Linked DNA regions of Mus musculus: regions 1 and 2 are each linked to region 3. The links are chromatin contacts, called in public HiChIP or PLAC-seq maps. All regions are on one chromosome and are shown on one strand. The core of a region is the stretch at or near the end of the contact, and the rest is flanking DNA. Distances in the headings are between cores, read along the strand shown.

Region 1 (3,787 bases), core at 1,089-3,588, 160 kb after region 3:
TAGCTACCAGAGATGGGATGGACCTCTTGGACTAGGCAAAAAGATGACTGTGGTCAACAGATGCAGAGCTAGGAAAGGAGAGGGGCTTAAGGAAGAAACAGTGCTCTATTTACTTTTCTGCTGCTGTGAGAAAACACTCTGGTCAGAAGCAACTTGGGGGAGCAGAGACTTTGGAGGAACACTGTTTACCGGCTTACTCATTCTCTCTGCTCTTTTGCACCCCAGGCTCTCCTACATAGGGAATGGTATCGCCCACAGCGGACTGGACCCACCTGCATCAACTGACAATCAAGAAAATCCCACAGCCATGGTCACAGACCAGAACAGAAACAATTCCTCCAATGAGGTTTCCTCAAATGTATCAAATTGATAATAAAAATTAATCTTGACAGAAGGGTTTATCTTGGCTCAGGGTCTGAAGGTACAGCCTATCCTGGCTGTAAGGTAGGATAGGGGCCTGAGGCAGCTTTGAACACGAGTCTCAGCTCATTTTCTCCTTTGTACTTAGCCCAGGACCCAAGAACATGGGATGATGCCACCCACATTTAGAGTGGGTCCTCACACCTTAATTTATGTAATCTGGAAACTCCCAGATGTACCCAGAGATTTGTCTCTGGCATTTATCAATCCAGTCAAATTGACAATAACATTAAATATCTCAAAATAACTAACAGCAGACTCTAAATACTCTATGAGAAAATGAAAGTATTTGCAATGATGGATGTTCTAATTAACCTGGATCCATCAGTCCATAGCATATACAAATGCCATCATTAAATATACTTAATTGTTGTCATTTAAAATGCAACATTTTAAATTCTAGAACTATAAAATTTTGTTGCCATTCATCGTTGTATACATGACCAGGAACATTTACATTAGCCAGCCCACTGAAGTCCTTTTATTCCACAGTGTTTTACAGAGCCACCTAAGAGACTCTGAGGTCTAGCACCATGTACAGCCCCAAAGTTTAGCTAAGACCTTAAACCCTACATCCCTGAGGCAGTCTCGCTCTTCTGAGCTCAGGTCTGCACAGGAAGCTGCTTCTCATGTTCGGACTCATGCCTGAGATTTCCAGCAGAAACATTTTAGAGGGGTTTCATTTGCTGATGGAGTCAAGAGAGGAGCTAACATTGTTAGGTGTCCAGCTTATGCAATTTTCTTGATGAGTGAGATTCTTCACTATGGAGTGTGCTGTCAAGAGGAGAATGCTTACGAAGAGAAAGCTTCGGAGTAAAGCAATTGATTCCCACTTGACTAAAATGATGGCGCACCTTGCACTGGTATTTTTAAATATATATAAATTTATTACGGGTGTAATAGGAACAGAAGGGACTCGGCTTCCGATGGATTCAAGAATAGGTTCCCTTTAGCCTCGGCATCTCTCACGAGCTTCTTGGTTTTGCCTTTCCTCTCTGTTAAAGACAGCTATTACTAGTACTTCAAAGGATGAGTATACATTTTCAATCCTTTTGTCTCTTTGTCTCTTTGGGAAGTCACCCCCACTCAATTCCTCAGCACAGGAGTCTTTCTTCTAACCTGCTGTACTCCATGTTGCATTGATCACCCCAGGACAGCAATCCCTTCAGGGAGTTCTCTCAGCTGCTTTGCACAAATCTGCAGGGGCCAGTGACAGTGTGTCACATCACAGGTCTGAGGTCTGGGTTGGCAGACATACCCCTCCACCACCTAACTAAAATCCTTCCAACTGCCGCCCCCCTGAGGAAGGGAGGCTGTGTTCCTTTCCTCCTACGGCTCAGTTCCGGAACCCCGGTACTTCATTTCAGTGATATAGATTATAGATGGCATATCTTAGAATACATTAAAAAAAATCTCTTAATGGGAATTACAACCCATATTTCAGAGTCCTTTCCTCTGTGGAATTCAGTGTTAGAAGAAGCTGTTTGTGTCAGGGCAGTTTTAAGATACACAGCTTGCCAAATTTAGGGTGATATATACGTCTGTGTTCCAAAGACCAATTCTTCCTCCTGGGATTTTTATAAATCTGGATAAAGACACCAGCTATGGTCACGCAGACCCAGGATCCTTTCCAGAAGCCTGCTTCAAATTAGCATTAAGGCTGAGAATGATTATCACGGATCTCCTTCTTCAAGGGATGGCTAACAAGACGTGACATTTAGGGCACTGACCCAGAAGGTTAGAATGAGGGATTCATTCTTCTGGCTTCCATAGCTTGGTGCCTCTGGCTCACAGAGTTAAGGACACACCAGGCGTTTGTCCCTTGTGGATTTGGGATACTGGCCAGGGCAGGTGCAGGCACACAACCGATCGGTTATCCATTCTCTGAGTATTTTCAAGGAGCCATCAGAGTTGCCATGGGAACAGGAGGACCCTGGGAAGCAGGATATAGAAGCCTCCTTGTCCCAGCTAGAGCTGGTTCCTGGGCTGCAACCCCCAGCAGGTATGATGGCTTCCCAGGGTTCCCTGAGAGCCTTAAGTGCTCTGTGGAGCCCAGGACGGTCATAGTGGCCTTAACCACAGGTCCCTTCCCATGTCCTGCTCGGGACTTGTTGACAAGTATTTGAAACCGGACGCCCCTGTGGAGTCCTGTGGTCTCCTGTCTGTTTCTTGGCTGGGGCTATTTTGGTCTTTCCACAGCACATTTCCCTGCTGTTAAACGCACAGAGAAAAGGAGGAGAGACCCAGAAGGGACAGGAAAAAAAGCCAGCAACAGTGCCTTTGGAAAGGAGTCCTATGGCTACCATTTCTCAATTGTTTTGGAATCACAGGATTACCTCAGCAAGGCGAACTTAGCTAACTTCTGTTAGCCTCATTTGTGAGACCAGAGAGGTCTACTGCTTAGAAAAGGTCACACAGCCACTTGGCAGCACCAATGAACAGGCGTTAAGGGGTCATGGGTGTGTGTATGACTCCACAAAAATGTCCTATCTGCTTTCCCTGCAGATCGCTAAATGTAAATAGTATTTTCTATCTGACCAAAGTTAAAGAACACTCTAGAAATGTATATTTATTTAAAAGTTGTTCTCTGACCTCAGCAGGTAAACCACTGTAAGTGTACACATATACACCGAAATAATTATTATATTATAATAAATAAACAAAATATATAATAAAATGTTTCTCATATCATATCATATCATATTATTTATTCATCCTTTGGGTTTTGAGGTTGAGATAGGGTTTCTTTGTGTAGCCCTGGCTATCCTGGAACTCTTTCTATAGACCAGGCTGGCCTCGAACTCACAGAGATCCACCTGACTCTCCCTTTCAAGTGCTGGAATTAAAAGTGTGCACCACCACCCAGTAAAATACTTCTTTTAAAAAACTTTCATTAGGTGGCTCAATGGTGCAATCGATAGTGCATTGAATTTCTAAAAACTTATATTGTTTGCCTAAACGTATCCATAGCTTTGTCTTTTTTATATAGACACACATATCAAATGTCTAAGAAAGGGGAACATTTCCTACTCATTCATTCATTCAATCAACCTAGCAGCTTACATTTTTCTTTCAGGAAGGAGCCCTACTATTTTATTTAAATTTTATATGTTAAAACTATGTAAACATTAAATTTTACGATATCAAGATTAAGAGGATTAACTTATATGTTAACATAAGTTAAATGTGTTATAAAATAAATTATACATACCATATAAAGTATTATATGTATTATGTTTTATGATGTACTTATGATTTTACTTTTACAGAGTGTATATGTTTATGGATAGTTTTAAAATGACACATCTGGCTGGGTGATGCATACTTTTAATCCCAGCACTTGAGAGGCAGAGGCAGGTGGATCTCT
Region 2 (3,528 bases), core at 562-3,061, 180 kb after region 3:
CTCTGCCTATTCAACTCTCCTCCCCAACTAACAGTAGAAAACATCAATTTCTCTGTTCTCTAACTTTTTCCGGAACATAGGCAGAGATGGAGGAATCTTGTGGATGAGGGGGAGAAAGGATTAAAAGATCTGGAGAGGTCAAAGATGCCACGAGAAAGCCTGCAGACTCAATTAATCTGGGTTCATCGTGACTCATAGAGACTGACCCACCAACCAGAGAGCATGCATGGGACAGACCTAAGCTGCCTTAGTAACAGATATAAAACTTGGTTTTCATGTGGGACCCCTAACAACAGGAGCAGGGACTGTCTCTGACTCTGTTGACTGCCTTTGAATCACTTTCCCCTAACTGGAAGGCCTTGCCTAGCCTCAGTAGAAGAAGATGTGCCCATTCCTTCTATGACTTGATATGCTAGGGTAAGTTGATATCCATGGGAGTTCTCCTCTTCTCTGAGGACAAAGGAAGACCAGGCGTAGGGAGAGGGGAAGAGAGAGAAAGGGACTGGGAGGAGAAGAGGGGAAAGGAAGCTCTGATCAGGATGTAAAGTAAGTAAATTAATTAATTAATGAAAAAATAAACTTGATCAATCCTTAAAAAAAATCAGAAATTCTAGTTACATTACCTTTCAGACAGGCCACTTTCACTAGCAATGTACAATAGCTTATTCTCCATAGGTTTTCCCTGTTCTATACTTTCTATTCAGAAGGACATAATTGAGCATGTGAATCTATATGTCACATATGTCATATGTATTGCAGATTGTATGTCACCACGGTATGTAACTGACATGTTCCTGAGTAACGTTATGGTCCTGGGTGCACTGCAGTTTCTTGGTCCTGATGTTTTTTATTGATTCCCGCCATCCTTTCATGACCATTGTGCTTTCTTGGGTCCCTGCCCCTGCCCATTAGGCAGTCTGCCTTGCTTACCATCCAACTAGTGTAACAAGGAGAGGCCCAGGTTCTTGAGCTGCAGTCACTGCTCAGATGTACTCCCCACAGCTTCCATCTTGGGCAACAGGCTGTTTGTTTAATCTCATTGTGCAATTAATCCATTGTGGTTCCCAAACCTCCAACTTCATCATCTTTCCTCACAAAGCTGTATCATTGGATTGTCCTTCAGGTCCTGTAAAGGACAACAGAGACCCTGGCTCCACACATCTTAGATGTCTCACTGACAGACCCCTGAATGCTAAATAGTATCTCTCTAAAATTTCTGGAAATAGATGGGGGCCTGCATTATTATCAAATATAAACAAATAGAGTATCCAAGCACATGTTACCACTTAACTATGTGTGAGCTAGAGGAAGGAATAAAGGATTCATTTTTGTCATTTAAAATATAAGAGGACAAATGGGTTTTAGATGAAATTTCCTTGTGAGAGAAACACTGACCATAAAAATAAATTTATTGGAAAGAAAGAGTCAACGAGCCTAAACATTAGCAAGAATTTTCCAGCTTTCTTCTGAACATCAGAAACTAATTGCACCCTATTTCTTCATCTTGCAGACACAGGCCAGGTGTTCCCATCAAATCAATAAGGAGAAAATGTCATTAGATGGCGTCACTGTCTCCCACTGGGAGTCTCACAGCACTGAGTGCAGGAGAAAGAGCTGTCTGAAGTCTCTGCAGCTGGATATACCTGAATATGTCACCCCACAAAACATGTCTGAGCGAAGGCATTCAACAGGTAAACAAGCAGCTACAGAAAGAGCTCCGTGAGCAGCAGCCTGCCTCGAGACGACAGATCAACTCGACTGAAGCATCAGCTGAGAGGCATCTGCTCTGCACCTCGGCAACAAAACAGAGCTGAATCCTAATTCTCTACTTTGCAAGAGATGGCTATTTTTAAAAGCCTCTCCAGGGTGTAAGACTCTGATGAGCTGGTGAGTAAAAACTGTCTAGCCTCTGGAAGCAACATCCGATAGAGAGCCGGCAGGGCACTGGCATTCAAAGGCTCTTGCTGATTCCCAGGGGCAGGATTCCAGCTATTCTCTGAAAGCCTGCTCACCCGAGTGGTGTGAAGGACCGGGAAGCTCAGCTTGGTATTGGAAAGACACTTAGCTCTGCTTCCACCGGCAGCATGAAGCTTATGGAGAGAATATGCTGCTGGTGTGCACGATGTTTAAAGTGTGGTGGTGTGAGAAGCACGTCCCTTGGATAAACTAAGATAGAGGGCAGAGGAAGAGGATGGTAGATGTGTGGATTTAAGACTGAGAACAAACCAACCAGCTAGCAAGAGCGTTACCATTTGACAGGCTGTGGGTGAGGTGTTTAGAGCAGAGGGCATGAGAGTGTGATGAGCTAGGGTGAATTAGAAGCGTGGCGATCATGGCATTTAATGAAGTTCTGTTATCAAAGGCAAACATACTTTCCCAGGAAGGAAATTCAGCATTTCAGAGGCTGTTGTGGAAGCCAAAGGAGTATTTTAGGTTTGATTTGAAGTTGATTTTGAGTCATCCTATCTGAGCCTAACATATATAGAGATGGAATGGCTTAGTGAAATTGAAGGGACTTGGGAAAACCTTTTCTAACTCTCAAACACTCTATAGGGCCAGACTGCTCTGCTCTGCCTCTCTGGGTTTCCAGCCAACTAAAGATTCATTCACACCACAGGTGGTCTCCAGTGAAGCCCTTACTGGTCTTCCTGAGAGCATGGAATAGCTGCTTAGTAGTCCTGATCCCTGTACAAGCTAGTATATGCAGCCTTAAGATTTTCTAGGACCTTGCTAATATAAGGTAAACTGAGGTAGTAGTGGATCTTGAGAGGCTAAAATGGGTCACAAAAGATAAATTTGAATATGAGAAACATTGAATGAAGGCTAGTTGGATGGACTTCTACGACGGAAATTTTACTCCACAATTTGAGGACGAGAGGATAAAGATGCATTGATAGAATAGAAAGAGAAAGCCTAAGAGACCTGGGAAGAGGACTGTTGCATGCAGACTGACTGGGGGCACAGGGAGGGTATCAGAAGCAAATTGCAACTGCTTGCAACTTTCTAAGTTCATCTCTACAAATTAAAGCTACAGTACCCCCCTTTTCTTCGTTCATAGTTTCACTTACCAGTTTTAGGGAGACAAAGGCCAGCTGTGATCTGAAGACTGTAAGTGGACCTTCCAGGACTAAAGCATTCAGTTTACATTGTTCATGGGGAGCGGGTGAGATGGCTCAGCAGGTAGAAGCACTCGCTCTACCAGCCTGATGACCCAAGTGTGATGCCTGGAGTCCACGTGAAGGTAGAAAGGGAAAACCAACTCTATGAAGTTGGCTGATCTCCGAAAGTGGACCATGGCGTGTCTCTACACACTAATAATAAATGAAACAAAAATATTTTTAAAAGTTAGTTGCACCTTATTCTTAACAGCATGAAGAAGCCTCACAACATCCTACTGTGCCTTGCGCAGGATATGAATCACCCACCCCATTTGTCCAGAGTATCCATGCTGTATACACTACCCACCCCGGTAGTCACAGTTACCAGATTAGCTGTTGCTGCATCACACTGTTGTATAGGAGCCAGTAC
Region 3 (3,967 bases), core at 31-2,530:
ACTGCAGCTGCGGTTGTCGCACAGAGGCAAGCCGGTAGAATCTCAGGGGTGGTGTGGGGATCCTCCGTGTCTCCCTTAGAACAGGTTGCACCATAGTCACCTGGAGAGGGCGGTCTGGGAGTGCGAACCTCGGAGAGCACGGAACCGCAGGGCCGCGCGTACGCTTTCTCCCGCGGAATTTGCGCTCGTGGGAGCAGAGCGCGCGGGTCTGCCTACCAGCCAAGTCACCCTCGAGAAAGAGCTAGGTTCCCAGCAAAGCCAATTCCCAGAGCTAAACAGGGCCCGGATGGATTCAGGCAGGATCTTCAAGGGGCGACCGCTGTAGGGATTCCAGTCTCAAGCCACACCCGGGCTTTCTGGGAGACCTGGGTGGGAGCGCATTATTCCTCGGACCAGGCTTTGTGAGTAGCAGTCACTGCGGATTCCCTAAGGGACTTAAAAAAAAAAAATCAAGTCCCCATGCCAGCAGTCGGGGAAGCCTGGGATTTTCTGGGCTAGGGTTCACGATCTGCCTAAATAACCCGATTTCTACACTGCAAAAGGACCAGACCAGGAGATGTAAGACAGAGGTTTGGGGCTTCGGGACCTGCATACTTTGTCTTTTGGGGTACAGCCCTAAGACTGAGATCTCAGGAGCAGGCTGCTGTGAAAACAATCACAAGTTCAAGCCCTCACAGGTGATAACCAAACCACACCAACACTGCGGAACCCGCTTTCTCCCACTTGGGGTCTATATATGGGTTAAAATGACACTTGTTAACTAGAAGGTAACTTCCCATGGCAAATCAGGGAAACCTGGTGGTTTGGGGTGCTGGTTTCAAAGCCAGTCCCAAAGCGGAGAATCGAGGCTAAGTCCAGGGGCACACCAGCCCACCCCACAACTCGGCCCTGCGGGATGCCGGCGCTCCGCACCGCTGCGCTACTCACCTGCTGCGCGGCTGCGGAGGCCCTGGCGCCAGGAGAAGCGGACCTTCAGTCCTCGCAGAGCCCTCTGGTTCTCTGCAGGAGAACAGGGTCTCCAAAGACCAAGACCCAGTCCTTAGCACCCGCTGACTCACCCCACCACTGCTGAGCCCTCAAACTCCGGGCTCGCTTCTTGCTTCTCCTGGATATTTTAAAATAAAGACTGAAAACAGAGAAAAGAAATGACAAATACAGCGATCCAATAACTCCACGATCACCAGTTTGATATTCAGTTCCTGGACACAGAAAAGAGCGGCTCGGAACTTTGCAGCTCGGGTTGACGTAGTACAGGCAGGCTGTAGCCTAGCGAGTACCGTAATCTCCAGCTGTTACCGTATTCCTCTGCAGCAACCCGCACATTTCGTAAAATTCGGGGTTACTGTCCTTCTCCTTCTTATTTAAAAAGTGGATTTCGTCTCTCTCCCTTCCTGTTTCTCTGTCCCATTTCGATCTCTACTTCCCGTTTACCCCTTCCTCTTTTTTACCCTCATCCCTCCACGCTTGATACTGATCCCCCTCCCTCTCCTTCCCTTCTCTGGGTTTCCCCTATCAATAGGCTGATAAATACATTAAAGAACAAAACCAAATAAAAAACCAACCAACCAAAAGCAGACTCCCTTCCAAGTTCTTACTGAATAGATAATGTGCTCACGGAAATTCCCCAAAGGTTACTTTGAAAAGTTTAGTCCAACTCCCGGCCCGGTTTATTTCAGTCAAGAAGTCGCCTGGCAATGGTGGTAGTGGCATGCCTTTAATCCCAGCACTTGGGAGGCAGAGTTCAAGGCCAGTCTGGTCTACAGAGTGAGTTCCAGGATAGCCAGGACTATACAGAGATACCCTGTCTCGAAAAACCACAACCACAACCACAACCAAAACCAAAAAAAAAAAAAAAAAAAAAAAAAAGGAAGTGTGTGGCTGGTGGTGGCAAATGTGTAGGTGCTTGACATTATTTGCAGATGTTTAAAAAGTACACAAGCCCAGAGAAAGCTCCTTAGACTTGGTTGCAGTAGTTCAAGGAAAATAAAGTCTTTTAAAATATGACCCACCTTTCATTTGGTTACACGGAGTTTTAAAAACTATATGCTCTCAAGGCAATCTCTCCCTCAACCAGTGTCTATAAGTGCACTTGTTTCCAGTTCTCAAAAGAAAATATAACCTTGGAGAAGAGTTTCTTCTCTTTTGTTACTTTTTTTTTTAAACTTGTTTGAGTGGAAAACGTACACAACCAATTTTATTATTTATCTCGTCTGGACAAATTCCACGCTCTGGTTAACTTAGGACTTCGTGAAGTCAAAAGAACTTCAGAGAATTAAGAACAAACAAGAATTTTCCCATTCTGGCTCCCGTTTCCTATGTCTTTCATTGTTATTGACTCGGACAGAGGATGAGTGTTCCAAACACTTGCTAGAATCCCTTAAATCTTGCGATGCTGAGCTAACCTTGGGAGCATGGGGCTACAGCTGCATGTAGCAGGTACAGTCTTCTCTTGCATGTATATATGAAACAATAACTTAGATCACAAAAGCCCTATATTTCTGCTCCCTTTCCTGAACAAACTTGTGTTAGCATTACTCATTTTCCAAAAAAAGATGTTTAGAGAATTTTTTTAATTCGATATTTTCTTCATTTACATTTCAAATGCTATCTCCTTTTCTAGTTTCCTCTCCGAAAGTACCCTATACCCTCCCCAGCCCCACTCCCCAACCCACCCACTCCTGCTTCCTGGCCCTGACATTCCCCTGTAATGGGGCATATAATCTTTGCAAGACCAAGGGCCTCTCCTCCCATTGATGGCCTACTAGGCCATCCTCTGCTACATATGCAACTAGAGACAGGAGATCTGGGGGTACTGGTTAGTTCATATTGTTGTTCCTCTTATAGGGTTGCAGACCCCTTTAGCTCCTTGGGTACTTTCTCTAGCTCCTTCATTGGGGGCCCTGTGTTCCATCCAATAGTTGACTGTGAGCATCCACTTCTGTATTTGCCAGGCACTGACATAGCCTCACAAGAGATAGCTATATAAGGGTCCTGTCAGCAAAATCTTTCTGGCATATGCAATAGTGTCTGGGTTTGGTGGTTGTTTATGGCATGGATCTCCAGGTGGGGAAGTCTCTGGATGGTCTCTCCTTCCCCCTCAGCTCCTAACTTGGTCTCTGTAACTCCTTCCATGGGTATTTTGTTCCCCATTCAAAGAAGGAATGAAGTATCCACACTTCAGTCTTCCTTCTTCTTGAGTTTCATGTGATTTGCAAATTGTATCTTGGATATTCTAAGTTTCTGGGCTAATATCCACTTATCAGTGAGTGCATATCATGTGTGTTCTTTTGTGATTGGGTTAGCTCACTCAGGATGATGCCCTCCAGGTCCATCCATTTGCCTAAGAATTTCATGAATTCATTGTTTTTAATAGCTGAGTAGTACTCCATTGTGTAAATGTACCACATTTTCTGTATCCATTCCTCTGTTGAGGGACATCTGGGTTCTTTCCAGCTTCTGGATATTATAAATAAGGCTGCTATGAACATAGTGAAGCATGTGTCCTTATTACAAGTTGGAATATCTTCTGGGTATATGCCCAGGAGAGGTATTGCGGGATCCTCCGGTAGTACTATGTCCAATTTTCTGAGGAACCGCCAGACTGATTTCCAGAGTGGTTGTACCAGCTTGCAATCCCATCAGCAATGGAGGAGTGTTCTTTCTGCACATCCTCGCCAGTATCTGCTGTCACCTGAATTTTTGATCTTAGCGATTCTGACTGGTGTGAGGTGAAATCTCAGGGTTGTTTTGATTTGCATTTCCCTGATGATTAAGGATGTTGAACATTTTTTTTCCAGGTGCTTCTCAGCCATTCAGTATTCCTCAGTTGAGAATTCTTTGTTTAGCTCTGTACCCCATTTTTGAATAAGGTTATTTGATTTTCTGGAGTCCATCTTCTTGAGTTCTTTCTATATATTGGATATTAGTCCCCTATTGGATTTAGGATTGGCAAAGATCCGTTCCCAAG

The links. HiChIP or PLAC-seq counts read pairs in DNA pulled down with a chosen protein or histone mark.
Region 1: a contact with region 3 is called in an H3K27ac HiChIP or PLAC-seq map of neural progenitor cells, with 10 times the contacts expected there. The contact joins the enhancer-like site here to the promoter of Adra1a in region 3. A contact is called at or near these places in 6 of 39 promoter capture datasets (the HPC-7 cell line, cranial neural crest, embryonic stem cells and 2 more), 6 of 484 Hi-C or Micro-C datasets (cerebral cortex, cortical neurons, embryonic stem cells and 3 more), 9 of 115 datasets of contacts at active chromatin or transcription factors (bone marrow-derived macrophages, embryonic forebrain, embryonic hindbrain and 5 more) and 1 of 9 other capture datasets (liver).
Region 2: an H3K27ac HiChIP or PLAC-seq map of SST interneurons shows a contact between it and region 3, with 4 times the contacts expected there. The contact joins the enhancer-like site here to the promoter of Adra1a in region 3. A contact is called at or near these places in 3 of 39 promoter capture datasets (embryonic stem cells and stem cell-derived epiblast-like cells), 2 of 484 Hi-C or Micro-C datasets (cerebral cortex and forebrain), 6 of 115 datasets of contacts at active chromatin or transcription factors (SST interneurons, VIP interneurons, embryonic forebrain and 3 more) and 1 of 9 other capture datasets (adipose tissue).

The regions. Positions count from the first base shown.
Region 1 is chr14:66,477,267-66,481,053 of GRCm38.p6, reverse strand. No RefSeq gene overlaps it. Among named protein-coding and RNA genes, the nearest start is that of Gm41184, 6.5 kb to the right of the region's middle. Within about 2 kb of position 2,338, at least 14 of the 459 cell types and tissues checked have an H3K27ac peak or open chromatin away from gene starts, as enhancers often do. A contact at or near this core is called in cortical neurons, forebrain, hippocampal neurons and 2 more, where this site is marked.
Region 2 is chr14:66,448,869-66,452,396 of GRCm38.p6, reverse strand. No RefSeq gene overlaps it. Among named protein-coding and RNA genes, the nearest start is that of Gm41184, 22 kb to the left of the region's middle. Within about 2 kb of position 1,811, at least 12 of the 459 cell types and tissues checked have an H3K27ac peak or open chromatin away from gene starts, as enhancers often do. A contact at or near this core is called in SST interneurons and cerebral cortex, where this site is marked.
Region 3 is chr14:66,632,564-66,636,530 of GRCm38.p6, reverse strand. Adra1a (adrenergic receptor, alpha 1a) reads right to left here and starts at 1,280. Exons shown (of 4, transcript NM_001271760.1): 1 at 928-1,280.